2 separate regions of the Mus musculus genome follow, and region 1 is linked to region 2. A link is a contact called in public Hi-C data. All regions are on one chromosome and are shown on one strand. Each heading gives the region's core, a stretch centred on a gene start, on an enhancer-like site or on the middle of the called end of the contact. The rest is flanking DNA. Distances are from core to core; before and after follow the strand shown. Region 1 has its middle 45 kb from the start of Gm35548. Region 2 holds the start of Htr1b (5-hydroxytryptamine (serotonin) receptor 1B).

Region 1 (6,216 bases), core at 3,236-5,735, 670 kb after region 2:
GTTGTAGAGAAGTTGAGAATTCTACAGGAAGCAGAAAGACAGGGAGAGAGAGACAGAGACAGAGACAGAGACAGAGACAGAGACAGAGACAGAGACAGAAAGTGACAGATTGAGACAAAGAGAAACTGGGCTTGACATGGGCTCCTAAAACCTCAAAGCCCATGTCCAGTGACTACTCCAACAAAACCACACCTACTCCAACAAGGAAGGACACTTCTCTTAATATCCTCTCAAGTAGTCCCTGATGACAAAGCATTCAAATCTATGAGCCTATGAGGCCATTTTATTCAAACCACAACATTGAAGGAGTATAAAAATAAACAAAAATTATTTTACCTTTAATTAGCATATCTATGATAATTATAAAAAGAAAAAATTTAGATGGTCCCACAAAAAACTGAAATATATGTAAAACCATGCAAACAAATGAACAAACTAACAATAACAACCAAAATTCATGCTTGGGGAACAACCATATACAATGGCTTATACCTAGAAAATATCTAAGGATACAGTTATGGTACCTGATTTATAGAATAGTTAAGAAGTCTATAGATATGTTGGTTGAATACTGAAAAACTTAAAGAAAGCTTGGGTTTTAAAAACCTGTAAGTATTTGACCTTAAATAATTTACCAGGAAATGGTGCCCATAACTATAATCCAAGTCAGGGTCAGTAGGTTGGGGGAAAAGATTGTATGTGTAAGTCTAGGCTTAACTATGTGGAAAGATTCCTGGGATTCTAGAGCATTTGACTGCAGAGGGGCACTCCATTTCATCAAAGTCAAACAAACAAACAAACAAACAAACAAACAAACAAACAAACAAAAAAAAACCTAGCAGATGCCCAAAGAGAAAGCAGGATGTGGACTGTTAATGTTCAAAAGTTATCAAGTGTGGTAGACACTTGCTCACCACCAATTTCAAATCTAAGTGAAGAAGAGAAATGGGGAGTCTTATAATAACTATGGAGCTAGAGGTTCTACCCAGAAAGCAGAATCAAATCTATCTGTGCCTTGCACGGGTGTGGAGGCTCACGTGAGGATATTTGCAATTCCATCTGAAAGACATAGCAAAAACTCACTTAGTGAGGATCATCAGTAAACAGCTCAATAAATAAAAATGGCATTCAAAATTAGTGTGTACCAGACATGGAGAGATAATTAACAGAATTATGTCCCTCATGCCCTGAAGTCTGACTCAACAGTTATGAAACAGGTTCCAAGAATATGGGTGTTTCAAAAATTTCCAAATATGGTAATATGGACTGGAAGACAACATTAGATTACTATTAGTGGACATGTAGACTTCTCAGAGAAACCTGGGACCTCAGATGGTTCCTGCCTAGTCTATATATCTTTAAATTTGCTTGTTGCTCTTTCTAAAAGTTTCTGTTTTCTGTTTTTATCTTTATCTTTTTTTCTTAAAAAAAATCAACATGCTGAGTTAAAAACAAAAGTGTTTACCAAAGAAAAATTCTCATAGGGAAGAGCCCTCACTCTACAGTCTCATCACAGAAACCACAGCTACTTTACTGCTTCTATACTTCCCTGAAGGGATACTTTGTCTAAAGTACTTACTTTATGAATTGTCTATTGATTATCAATTTTCTAGATTGATTTATGTTTTTCCCCACATGAAATCAAATTGAGCATTTTAATATTTTTATAAAATAAGTTCAAATATTTGCTTTGACCGTTCCTCATCCCATCCCTCCTCTCCCATCTCTAAAAGGATGGATGCTCCCCCACCTCCACACCCTCAAACAGCCTGAGAAATTATCATGATATGTTTCATTTTGCTTTGAAAACTTCCAGTAAGTGGAGTGCATTTTTACATGTACAATACAAATGTCTATTCTTTATTCTTTAATAAAACTTGCTTTTTAAGAGTTTAGCGAATATGCTTAAACAATCCCATATACACAGAAGGTTTTACTTGTATCCTTCCCACATCTCTTCTACTTCAAGAACAGAACGTTTCTGTTTATCCTTCAGCAGTAGAGACGTAGGTTGTAGGGATGGCACCTTATTTGGATATCTTTAAAATGAAGACAATACTTGTGAAGTATATGTGTTAATTTTCTCACATAGAAAATATCACACTCTTAGAATGTCATGAGACTTATAATTTTGACACGTTTAAACAAAATTGTTAAAGGCCAAAGTTATTTATCACAGCATGAATATTTAACTGAAAATTTGGGGACTAAAATTATTAGCCCATGAAATATCATGTCATCATTGGAGTTTATTGGAGATGTTTGAAGATGCTTTCACTTTTTTCTCTATAATTTCAACTTTCTTATTTTATATTTTTGTAACCCAGAGATATAGAAAGTGCTTATTATGGATCTTAACTGAAAACTATTACTTATCTTGTGTAAAAACCATGCAATTGTATTGCTTCTGCCTGCAAATCTCAGAAAATCTACTAGAAATAATCTGTTTCTTCCTCAAGGTCACTGTCTTAGTTATTTTTTCTATTGCTCTGACAAAACAGCATGACCAAAGGAACTTATAAAAGAAAAATATTTATTGAGGGAAAGGTTTTATAGTTTCAGAGGGTGAGTTCATGACCACCGTGAATGAATGATGTTAGAGCAGTAGCTGAGAATTTATATCCTCAATCATCCTTAATCCATGGGAAAGTGGCTTATAGAGAGAGGGAGTCGGGGAGGGAGAGGGTGGAAGAATTAAAGGGAGGGTGAGGGAAGGAGAGAGTGAGAGAGAGCAAGAGAGAGAGAGCGCGAGACAAATAGAGCAGGAGAGAGTGTGAGAGGAATAGAGAGAGCAAGTGAGAGCGAGAGAGCAAGAGAGAGGGCGAGAGAAGTAGAGAGAGCAAGAGAGAGAGAGAGAATTCTAACTCAGAATGGCATGAGGTTTTGAAAACTCAAAGCCTATCTCCAGCAAAACATGGCATAGAACAGGACCTTACCTTCTAATTCTTTCTAATTCTAACAGTTCCATCAACCAGAGATTAAGCTTTCTAATATATGAGCTTCCAAAATCATCATTCCTTCAAGTTCCTTTCTCAAGCCTCAGGCCCTAGTTACATTCCTAACACATCCTATATATTACCTCGACTGTTGCTCTACTAAGCAAACTACTACTCACTTTTAGCTCAAATCAGACTTTCTGATTTGAATCATGAAAATCAACTACATTTTCTTCCTATTAGACTGACAGAAATTGTTTAGAGAGAAGATATTGAATTTTTAAATTTAATTCTGCTCAATGTTTGTTTAGTATATTTGGATTAAGATTTAGGGTTCCCTAAAGCATTGTTAAGTAAGAAAACAGTAGTTCATATTCAAAAGGGCACCAACAAATATAAACACACTGGACTGACCTGTTGCATGACAAGAATTCTATAACCTTCACTCTGGTACCAACAAGGCTTCAGACATGTCTATATATGTTACACATAGAAAGCTGCTAAATAAAGATAAACATATTTTTTAAACTGGGCGTGGGTACAGATATATCTTCAATTCCTGTGTTATCCATTTCAATTTAGCAAATAAATTCTATATATTTTCTATGAATGTATTATTAATGTAGTATTATGCTAGCCACTCAGTACTGAAGGGAATATATATATGTGTGTATGTGTGTGTGTGTGTGTGTGTGTGTGTGTGTGTGTGTGTGTGTGTGTGTGTATTACTGTATTACTGTATTACTGTATTACTGTATTACTGAAGAACTTTGAAATCCCTGGGCATTTGAAGGAGTAAGTTGGCAATGGAATACAGTGCCATTGCTGTTGTAATTACAGAAGTGCATGGTGCATGATTCTGGGAGAGTATTTGCGACACACACTTTAGTTTCAGGCCAGCTTCATGAAAGACGAGGAGGAATGTGTGAGCAAACTGAAAAAGGCAGTGTACCCTAGGAAAGAAATAGCATGTACAAAAACCTGGAGGCAGATGAAGGTTCTAGGTGGGGACAGCTGCAGATTTTCTAATTATGTTCATTTCCATGCATTAAGACTCTGACTAAAATCAGCAAACAAAGTAATACAATGCCTAAGGACAGAACTTCATACTGAGCTTGGTGACTCATGCCTCCAAACTCAGCACTAAGTGCGCCTAGGCAGAAGGAAAGTTCTGATCTCATGTCTAGACATGACTACACAGAGATCTATGAAAGTCTGGAATACAGTTTAAGAATTTGTTTAAAGCCCACCCCCAATAAAAAAATCACCTAAAAATAGAGATGGCATGATCATATTTCAGACCTGGAGGTGTTCATTCTTTAGGAATGCCGTGAAGTATATCATTTAGGAATGCAGAGAAATTAGGCAGATAAATATATTTTATCCACTAAAGAATGAATTATGTGCAGATGGACTCAGTTTTTTCCCATATGTAATAGATTATTTGACAATAATTTTGGTAGATATGTTCCAAAGCAGGTGGAAAGCAGAGTGACTATCTCTCTTGTGAGAGAGTATTCGTAGAAGACAGGACCAGAGTCAGTGGATAAGTGAAACCACTGTGAGAAGTCTTCTGAACTGGCATCTGTGAAGATGGGAAGGTAGACTGTGTGATTAATACTAGAAGCAGTAGTAAGAACCAAGAGTGAGGCAAGCCTGTTTTAAATCTAGGCTTCTTAAATGTTTTCTTCTTACAGCATGGATGATCTTTGCCAACCAAAATGTAAGGTCCAGAAAGAAAGACTGATTTCTTCATCTTCACTGAACCCTGCACAGAACTTTGCTAGATTCTTATGAAAATGTGAAGATCGCTCAACTCAAGGGAGAGCAAGGCCATATTTGGAAAGCCTGTATGCCTTGTTTACATCCCTTTGAACTTGTGCAATTCAATGAAGCCATTCTGAGAAAAGCTTAGAAAGAATGCATATGAAAAGAAAATCAGTTGTCAGAAATAAAAAGCATAGATTTCTTGGTTTATGATCACAACTGAGAACAATGCAGAATAAGAAATTATAGGCTACTTTTCTGATATGCATCATCATGTATTTTGATGCTTCTAAAAAATCCCATATAAATTTTGGGTTCCACGCATCTCTCTCTCTCTCTCTCTCTCTCTCTCTCTCTCTCTCTCTCTCTCTCTCCCTCTCTCTCTCTCTCTCATAATACATCCTGACTGCAGTTTTCCCTGCCTTTAACTACTCCTCTAGATCAACTCCTCCTCCATTTCCCTTAAAGAAGAAAGAAGGAAGAGTGAGAGGCAGGCAGGTAGGCAGACAGACAGACAGACAGACAGAATAGGCCTCCCAGAGATATCAATAGACCATGCCATAACAAATTACAATTAGTTTAGGCACAAATCCTCATACCGAGGATGGATAAGACAACCCAGTAGGAGAAAAAATCTCAAACATAGGCAAAAGAGTCAGAGAAACCACCCACAACACCACCATAACAAAACCATAGCATATATGCATATGACCTAGCTCATAACCATAAAGTCCACAATTGTCTCCAGTCTCTGTGAGTCCCTGTGAACTCTACTTAGTTGACTTGGTGGGCCTTGTTCTCCTGGCATCTTTGACACCTCTGGCTCCTTGACTCTTTCCTCTTCTTTGGGATTATCTTGGCACCACCTAGTGTTTTGCTGTGGGTCTTTGCATCTGCTCCTATCAGCTGCTGGAAAATGTCTTTCTGGTACAATTGGGCTAGACACTGATCTATGGCACTCACTCACTGACTTATTTTTATGTGCAAGCATTTTGTTGTTGTTATTGTTTGTTTGTTTTTAGATGCAAATTATATCACATGTTTTCCAGCATAATCAGTGTTTACTTAAGAACAGAATCCATAAGCAATATGAATTAATGTGGTTATATTTAATTTGATAGTACTATATTTGCATTGAACTCTCACTTCCTAGAGAAGTTTTTGAGGATTTGTTACCAAGAGCAGACATTCGAGGATTTGTTGTGAAGAGCAACCTAGGATGTCACACAGAGGAGGTGATACAAGAGAAGATGTTTAAAATGAGCACATTCATCTACCAAAAAGATCAATGTTGTTTTTCATATTCTTATTTACTAATTTATTTTTGTGGATCTCGATATCAAGCCCATGGCATTATATATTTTTTTGTTTTCTTTTGTTTTGTTTTGTTTTGTTTTTTTTTTTTTTTTTTTTTTTTTTTTTTTTTTTTTCGAGACAGGGTTTCTCTGTATAGCCCTGGCTGTCCTGGAACTCACTTTGTAGATCAGGCTGGCCTCAAACTCAGAAATCTGCC
Region 2 (7,100 bases), core at 2,229-4,728:
AGAAGTCGCTTGTGTTTCTTCAGTCTCCTCTGCGCAGCATGGAACTGGATAATGAAAAAAGCTACTTTCTTGTTAAGGAACAGTATACAACTCTAATCCACTTGAACTCTGACAGCTGCAGGTTGGGCTGAGCAACCCAGCCTATCCTCTTTCCGTGGGGATTTAAGTGTGTGAAATGACAGGTACGTGAGATTAGAAAACAAAGCAGCCTGCAGACTTTGGCACTAGCACACATCATGTTTTGAGTTGTTAAGAGCTGTGGATTGACGATCACTAAACAGGAATTAAAAAAATTAGAAATCTGCAGAAAACAAACAATCTTAGGTGTTGATTCTGAGTATCACTCCCCTTCTCCCATGCCCACCCACCACCCCCATATAATTTTTGATTGTAATAAAAATAGAGATCTTAGCATCAGAATTTTGCTGTTAACTCTTCAAGGTTGCTCTGTGCCGTCCAAGCCACATTCAGTGTTTGAAGCACCAAATCCACAAGTTTCTCCGACCAAATTTAAATAAATAAATGAAGACTGAAGGATGCCAAAGTGTTTAAAACTTAAGCTGTAACACAGAGTTCTCCCCAGAGCATAGAGTATTAATTGTCAAGTTCAAGTACTGCCAGGCTGTATGTAGAGGTGTCTCAGGCCTCAGACAACATCTACAAGTGCTACTGGCTTAGAGGGCAACAACATCCATGATACAAAACGGGGCAGGGATACCCATCCATCACCAATGTTAAAAAGTTGCAACCTTTTGTGTGAATGGCTGCTGGAGGATCTGTGCTGAGCCCGGACTTTGAGTGGAGGAAGCTAAGTTCCTCGGGTATGGAAGCTTTACAGTAGTTTGCGTTGTTCACATTCCAGAGTGCTCTCTCAGAGAAGCTAGGCTTCTGCCGGGGCCTCTGAGGATCCATTGCCCTTGCCCAGAAGAGAGAGCCTTGCTTCCACCCAGTAACAGGGAAAGAAGATTTGACCTACCTGTGAAAAGACCCAACTTGGTCCCCAAAGGTCGCTTAGGCGACCCCACTGCCATTGACAAGTCAACCTGCGCACTTAAAGCGTATCAGTTTGTGGAACGCTTGTTTGAAGTCCTCATTGGACATGGTGTAGATGATGGGGTTGATGAGGGAGTTAAGATAGCCTAACCAATTGAAGAAGTCAAAAATGGCCATGTGAAACCAGCAGGCATCCTTACAGATAGGCATCACCAGGGAGATGATGAAGAAGGGCAGCCAACACACAATAAATGCTCCTAAAATGATCCCTAGGGTCTTGGTGGCTTTGCGCTCCCTAGCGGCCATGAGTTTCTTCTTTTCCAGCAGGGCGTCTGAGACTCGCACTTTGACTTGGTTCACGTACACAGGAGACCCGGACTCACTGGGCACGTCCGGAGCCCGGGAGTTAATGGAGGTGACCGAGGATGTGGATCCCGGGGAGTCTGTTATCAACTGGGCTCGGGTCAAGCGCTTGCCGGTCTTGTTGGGTGTCTGTTTCAAAATCCGAGAGCGGGCTTCCACATAGATGCGGCCATAGAGGGCGATGAGGAGCAGGGTGGGTAAATAGAAAGCGCCCACCGTGGAGTAGACCGTGTAGAGGACGTGGTCGGTGTTCACAAAGCAGTCCAGCATCTCCTCCTCTGCTTTGGCTTGACGCCAGAAGAAGGGTGGCAACGAAATAGAGATGGAGAAGACCCACACCAGCACGATCATGATGGCCGCCCTTTTGGGAGTCCTTTTAGCAGAATACTCCACCGCATCGGTGATGGCCCAGTAGCGGTCCAGGGCGATGACACAGAGATGCATGATGGAAGCAGTGCAACAGGTGATATCCGACGACAGCCAGAAGTCGCAGACCACCTGGCCTAGTGTCCAGCGTCCAGTGACCGTGTACATGGTGCTGATGGGCATCACCAGGATGGACACGAGCAGGTCAGTGACTGCCAGAGAGGCGATCAGGTAGTTAGCCGGGGTGTGTAGCTTCCGGGTCCGATACACCGTAGCGATTACAAAGGCGTTGGAGAGCGTGGTGGCCAAGGTGATGAGCGCCAACAAAGCAACCAGCAGGACTTTCCAGGGCAGGGCGATGGAGTCCTGGTAAATGTAGCCGTCGGCGCTGCAGTTGTGGGAGAGGTTGGTGAGAGGTACCCCTGTCTGGGAGGCGGCGGGAGGCGGCGGGGCGCACTGAATACCCTGCTCCTCCATAGCTCTCCTCGTCCTGGCTGCGGAGCGCAGCTCTTGAACATGGAGCGGACCAGGGAAAGAACAGAGGACGGGAGGATCATGGAGACTATAGGCTTGTCTCCTTTGGCTAGCCAGTTCCGTGGGCTCCTCAGTAACTCCTCCGCCTGTGTTCTCAGCCCAAAGGAGAGGTCACAGGCGCGGCCACCAAGCCTGCGGGCGCGTCCCCTGCACTTCCAGTGCGCCAGGCGCTGCTGCCGCGTCTGCTAGCTCCTCTCCACTCCCCGTCTTCGCCCGGGTGAATAAAGCACTGGCCCACCCAGTCCAGCTTCTCTCAGGTTCCCTGGAGGCAAACAGTGGAGAAGGACTAAGTATCGCTTGTAGAGGGGTCTCGGGGTCTAGTGGGACCTCTTACCCCAATTGCTCAGGTCTCAGCTTCTCCTAACCCGGGCGCTCCGGAATCTGCAGACTCCGCCCGAAGGAGTTTGCTGGCTGTGCAGACCGAAGCTTGCAGGCCAGTGCAGAGTCCTGGGCTTGCATCCCCACCCCATGCCCCCTACAAGCCCGGAGCTCCGCCACTTTCTTTGGCCGCCGCCTGACTTGGGGATTGTGAAGTCTGCGAGCCAGCCGCGCGGCGCCAGCAGCCTGGGCGCCGCACTCCCTCCCTTTTCACACGCTGGCCACACCAGCGAGCTGCCCCGTGGAGACCCGGCCACCAGAGGGGAGACTCTGGGGCCCGAGCTGCGGCAGTTCGAGCCGCCCTGCAGCTGTCACCACCTCCAGGGTTCCAGCAGCGCCGCTGGGAGCCATGCCGCGGGGCACAAGGGGCTGGGGCACCTGGAGCCGCACACCGGGAGGGGGCAGGTGTCTGGGGGAGCGGGAGGAAGTCGGTGTGCGCCAGCCCGGGAGCGGGGTGTGAGCCTCAGAGCCGGTGGGGCTCCTTTTATATTATCTGGGTCCAGCCTGGTCCGGCTGTGCAACTCGTGCAGTGCGGCGAGAGCAGACGGCGGCTGCAAAGCACCTTCCCTTCTGCTCTTTCCCCCCTCCCTCCCTCTCTCCCTCCCTCCCTCCCTCCTTCTTTTCCTCCCGCCCAGATCCAGTCCCTGCTACAGAATCTCCCGCAGGGTCCTACCGCCCTCTCTCGCAGTTTTCTTCACCTTGTCCCTTCTCCCGACCCTGAAACTTGGAGTCGCCTTTCAAGCAGGGAATGGGTAATGGGACGTCCTGTTCTAGCCTCTGAGAGCTTTGAGTCTTTGCGCTCCGCAGTCAACCCACGTCTTTAGTCGCTGCCACAGACTTAGTGCGGGCGTCCGGGTCTAGGCTTCCGCCTACCACCACCTCCCTCTTTCCTGGTGGTTGGTGGTAGGTGGAGCAAGCGCCAATATCTGAACTCTCCCTTCTGGAATCTAACCCCACACCGAGGGCCACACCCAGTTTAGGAGGCGCCAGGGATGCTTCCTTAGAAGGAAGCAGCCAATATGTGCATGCTATACTTCATGCCTGGGGCTTTGAGACATCTTTGACTCTTAGTACATTAAAAACACAATTTCCCAATCTACATTTAGAAATTTGTGCTTGTCATTCAATCCTCCCCTTTAACTTTGTGAGTCAACGGGAGAGAAGCTGTCTGCAAGATGTAAAACAGTGTCATAAAGAGAAGCCTACTGTATGCGAAATTAAACCTTCCACCCCATCCTCCCGCCCCAGTGGCTCCGCAGCTCAGCGCCCGACTTTTCAGTAAGAAGTTCTTCCACTCAGCCCTCCCAGAAAAGGAAAAATAAAGGGGTCTCTGAGCCATCACAACTACAGTCACCACTGTCTCCTTTGCCCTAGGCAAAAGGTTAGCAATTCTGCCATAGGGGGCAGTAAGCATAGCAGCTGGGTCCCCAAACCCGGAGCAGATTCCCTAGCCTTGGTTTCGCCTCCAATCTGAACAGAAACAAATACAGGGTCTACTTAGGAATCAAAAGCAAAGTAAATGGCAATGTATTCTCCCCGTGTTAAGGACTAAGGTTCCCACTAGAATTCCCGCGAGCCTAAGTGTGTGTTTGATATGTTGAATGGATCTAGTAAGAGTCACATTATAATTGAAATCATCAGTTTCTCTGCAAGTGTTTTTTTTTTTTTTTTTTACACCTCAAATCGTTCCATCCCAGAGCTCAGCCAGGATCATCTGCTCTATTGGCCATCCAGTTTTAAGGGTGGAGCAATTTCAGACCTTTACAAGAGACTGAAGGTGACAAAGTCCCAAACCAAATTCCCTGAGTTCTTGCCCCTCTAAGCCAGCAAGGCAGACAAAAATTAGAAAGCATAACTGATGCTGAGTGTTTTCCTCTGCATTAGGAATATGGAGACAAACGGGGCAAATTCAGATCCAGTTTTACAGCAGTTATATTTTAGGAGAGGCAAAGACAGTTGCTTACAGTCAACTAAATCAGTATACTTTCATTTGGCAGCTAGTGTCCTAAAAAAAAAAATCTTCCAAGCTTTGGAAGGGGGCTTTTTAACTAAGGTTTAAGGTTTAAGCTGTGTTGCAGTAGATGCCGCGAGGATAAAAACACCACCTTTTTTCCTCTTTTCCTTTTCCTAAGATCAGAGACTTCAGCATATTAAGCATTTTTTTCCACCACATTTTAAGGTGCCCCATCCTCCAGTCTTCAACTCGATCTACCTACATGAGGTGCCTTCATTATCTTACTAACTAGCTCAGCACCAGTTAAAAGCTATTGAAAACGGACTGGAAGCTGGCAATGTTGAGCCACTAGGTGGGGGCGTTGACCAGGATGGAGCAAGAGTGTGGTTGAGGGGCAAGAAAGCCGGGTGGATGCCAGGAAACTATTTTCCTGCTACTATACTATCATTAGTATCATTCGGGAGCTAGGGAAGATTGAGGGGCGTGTTCAAGAGGCGGAAGGAGGGAGAATATTAACAACTATGGACAGCCTTCTTATTTCTGTTTCCGAAGCAGGAGACTGAGAAACCGCCTTGGTGTTGGGAGAGAAACAGACACCTGTGGCATTCCCATGCATTGCAGCTGATCTGAAGTCCCACACCCTCAGCAGGTTCTACTACTTGCAGGCAGATTTTGATTTTACCTTCTGGTTAGAGCTCTGTGAATATGCCGCTGCAGCACAGAAGGGATTTAGGCGGAGCTCAGTGAAGCACCACAGTTCATTAAGCTAGTTTCTGAATTTCACTCGTAGCTTCCCAGACTTGAAGCATATGAAAAGCAGCTGTTTGCTCAACAGTGCATATTTGTCAAACAAGAAGCTTACCCATTGCTGCTGGGTACCAATTCCTGATGTTTGTTTGGTTGGTTGGTTTGCTGTTGTTGTTGTTGTTGTTGTTGTTGTTGTTGTTGTTGTTGTTGTTGTTGTTCCAAAGTTCCAGGTCTTTCAAGGGCACCTTCTCTCAAGGGCTTCTGTTCAAGAGAACAGTAAAACTTCCTTGTGTAGAAAAAGGTCTGATTTGATGGCAGGACCAGACCAGATAGTGACTGAGTCATTAGTATTGGGATATGAACCACCCTCAAGGGGACTTTCCTAAGCCAGGAGGCTGTGAGGCTCCCTTGGGGAAATTGCAGGTACAGTCTGGGAGGGTTTGATCATGGTCTTATCACTTTCCTGGAAACCAGAAGAAACATGACATAGAACTCATAAAAAATTCACTGTCCAGCACAGTCCTTATCATCCAGTGAAAATCTCATTGAAAAGTGTCCAAGCCACTGGTCCTAATCACAGAATGTGGGAACTGAATAGACACTTCTTTTTCAGGTCTAAGGCCAATGTTGGCTGTTTTTACTGCCATGTTTTTTTTTGTTTGTTTGTTTTCGTTTTTGTTTTCCCCACATTTATTCTTATTAGATATTTTCTTCATTTATACTTCAAATGCTATCCCGAAAGTCCCCTATACCCTCCCCCTGCCCTGCTCTCCTACCCACTCACTCCCACTTCTTGGCCCTGGTGTTCCCCTGTGCTGGGGCATATAAAGTTTGCTAGACCAAGGGGCCTCTCTTCCCAATGATGGCCGACTAGGCCATCTTCTGCTACATATGCATCTAGAGACAAGAGTTCTGGGGGTGCTGGTTAATTCATATTGTTGTTTCACCTATAGGGTTGCAGACCCCTTCAGCTCTTGGGTACTTTCTCTAGCTCCTACATTGGGGGCCCCTGTGTTCCATCCTATAGATGACTGTGAGCATCCACTTCTGTATTTGCCAGGCACTGGCAAAGTCTCACAAGAGACAGCTATATCAGGGTCCCTTCAGCAAAATCTTGCTGACTGCCATGGTTTTTAATTCCCACAGGTAAAATCGTCATCGAAGACTCCAGCACTGAACAACCCTTTCCTGTGTAGCGATAACCCATAGCCAGGCTCCTCTCAAACAGCCTCACTATCTCTGAAAGTTGGTTGGTATCACTGAAAATGCAAGATCTTCCAAGGGCCTTGGCTCTTTCTATCCTGTGTCTTCCATAAGGGAACTTTGGGAGGGTTTGGATAAGTGGACACAGGTAATTCTTACAAATTCTGGGTGCTCCAGGATCCTTTTCCACATTCATTGGTGTCCATAGTAGACTAGAGAGATGATATGTGTGTCATAATACTTTTATGCTGTCTAATTTCTTAAGAAATTTTAATATTCACTAAAGAAGATAAGCAGTTCGTTACTAGTCTGGTGTAAATTAGTTCCTAAGGAGGACTGATTCTGCTGTGTTTCTATGTATGGTGAACAAGTCATGTTAATATGAGGAGGGAAAACAGTCTCAAAATTAGAACATAATATATATACATTATATAATATATATATTATATAATATCTATTTTTCATTGTCTAAGACATGTCTTTTTAACAATAGACACTGTCTTAGTGTTCTTTTGCTGTGAAGAGGCACCATGGCCATGGAAACTGATACAAAAAGAAAGTA

Evidence for each region. A called contact is a pair of places that touch in the nucleus more often than the background predicts.
Region 1: a Hi-C map of tail fibroblasts shows a contact between it and region 2, with 4 times the contacts expected there. The contact joins the enhancer-like site here to the promoter of Htr1b in region 2. A contact is called at or near these places in 2 of 39 promoter capture datasets (the C10 cell line and pre-B cells), 1 of 15 datasets of contacts at CTCF or cohesin (large pre-B cells), 1 of 484 Hi-C or Micro-C datasets (tail fibroblasts), 1 of 115 datasets of contacts at active chromatin or transcription factors (embryonic fibroblasts) and 1 of 9 other capture datasets (adipose tissue).

The regions. Positions count from the first base shown.
Region 1 is chr9:82,302,391-82,308,606 of GRCm38.p6, forward strand. No RefSeq gene overlaps it. Among named protein-coding and RNA genes, the nearest start is that of Gm35548, 45 kb to the left of the region's middle. Within about 2 kb of position 4,486, at least 10 of the 459 cell types and tissues checked have an H3K27ac peak or open chromatin away from gene starts, as enhancers often do. A contact at or near this core is called in tail fibroblasts, where this site is marked.
Region 2 is chr9:81,630,354-81,637,453 of GRCm38.p6, forward strand. It overlaps Htr1b (5-hydroxytryptamine (serotonin) receptor 1B), which reads right to left and starts at 3,479. Exons shown (of 2, transcript NM_010482.2): 1 at 3,333-3,479; 2 at 1-2,518. The coding sequence starts at 2,199. The coding sequence ends at 1,039. It overlaps D430036J16Rik (RIKEN cDNA D430036J16 gene), which reads left to right and starts at 1,577. Exons shown (of 3, transcript NR_040395.1): 1 at 1,577-1,926.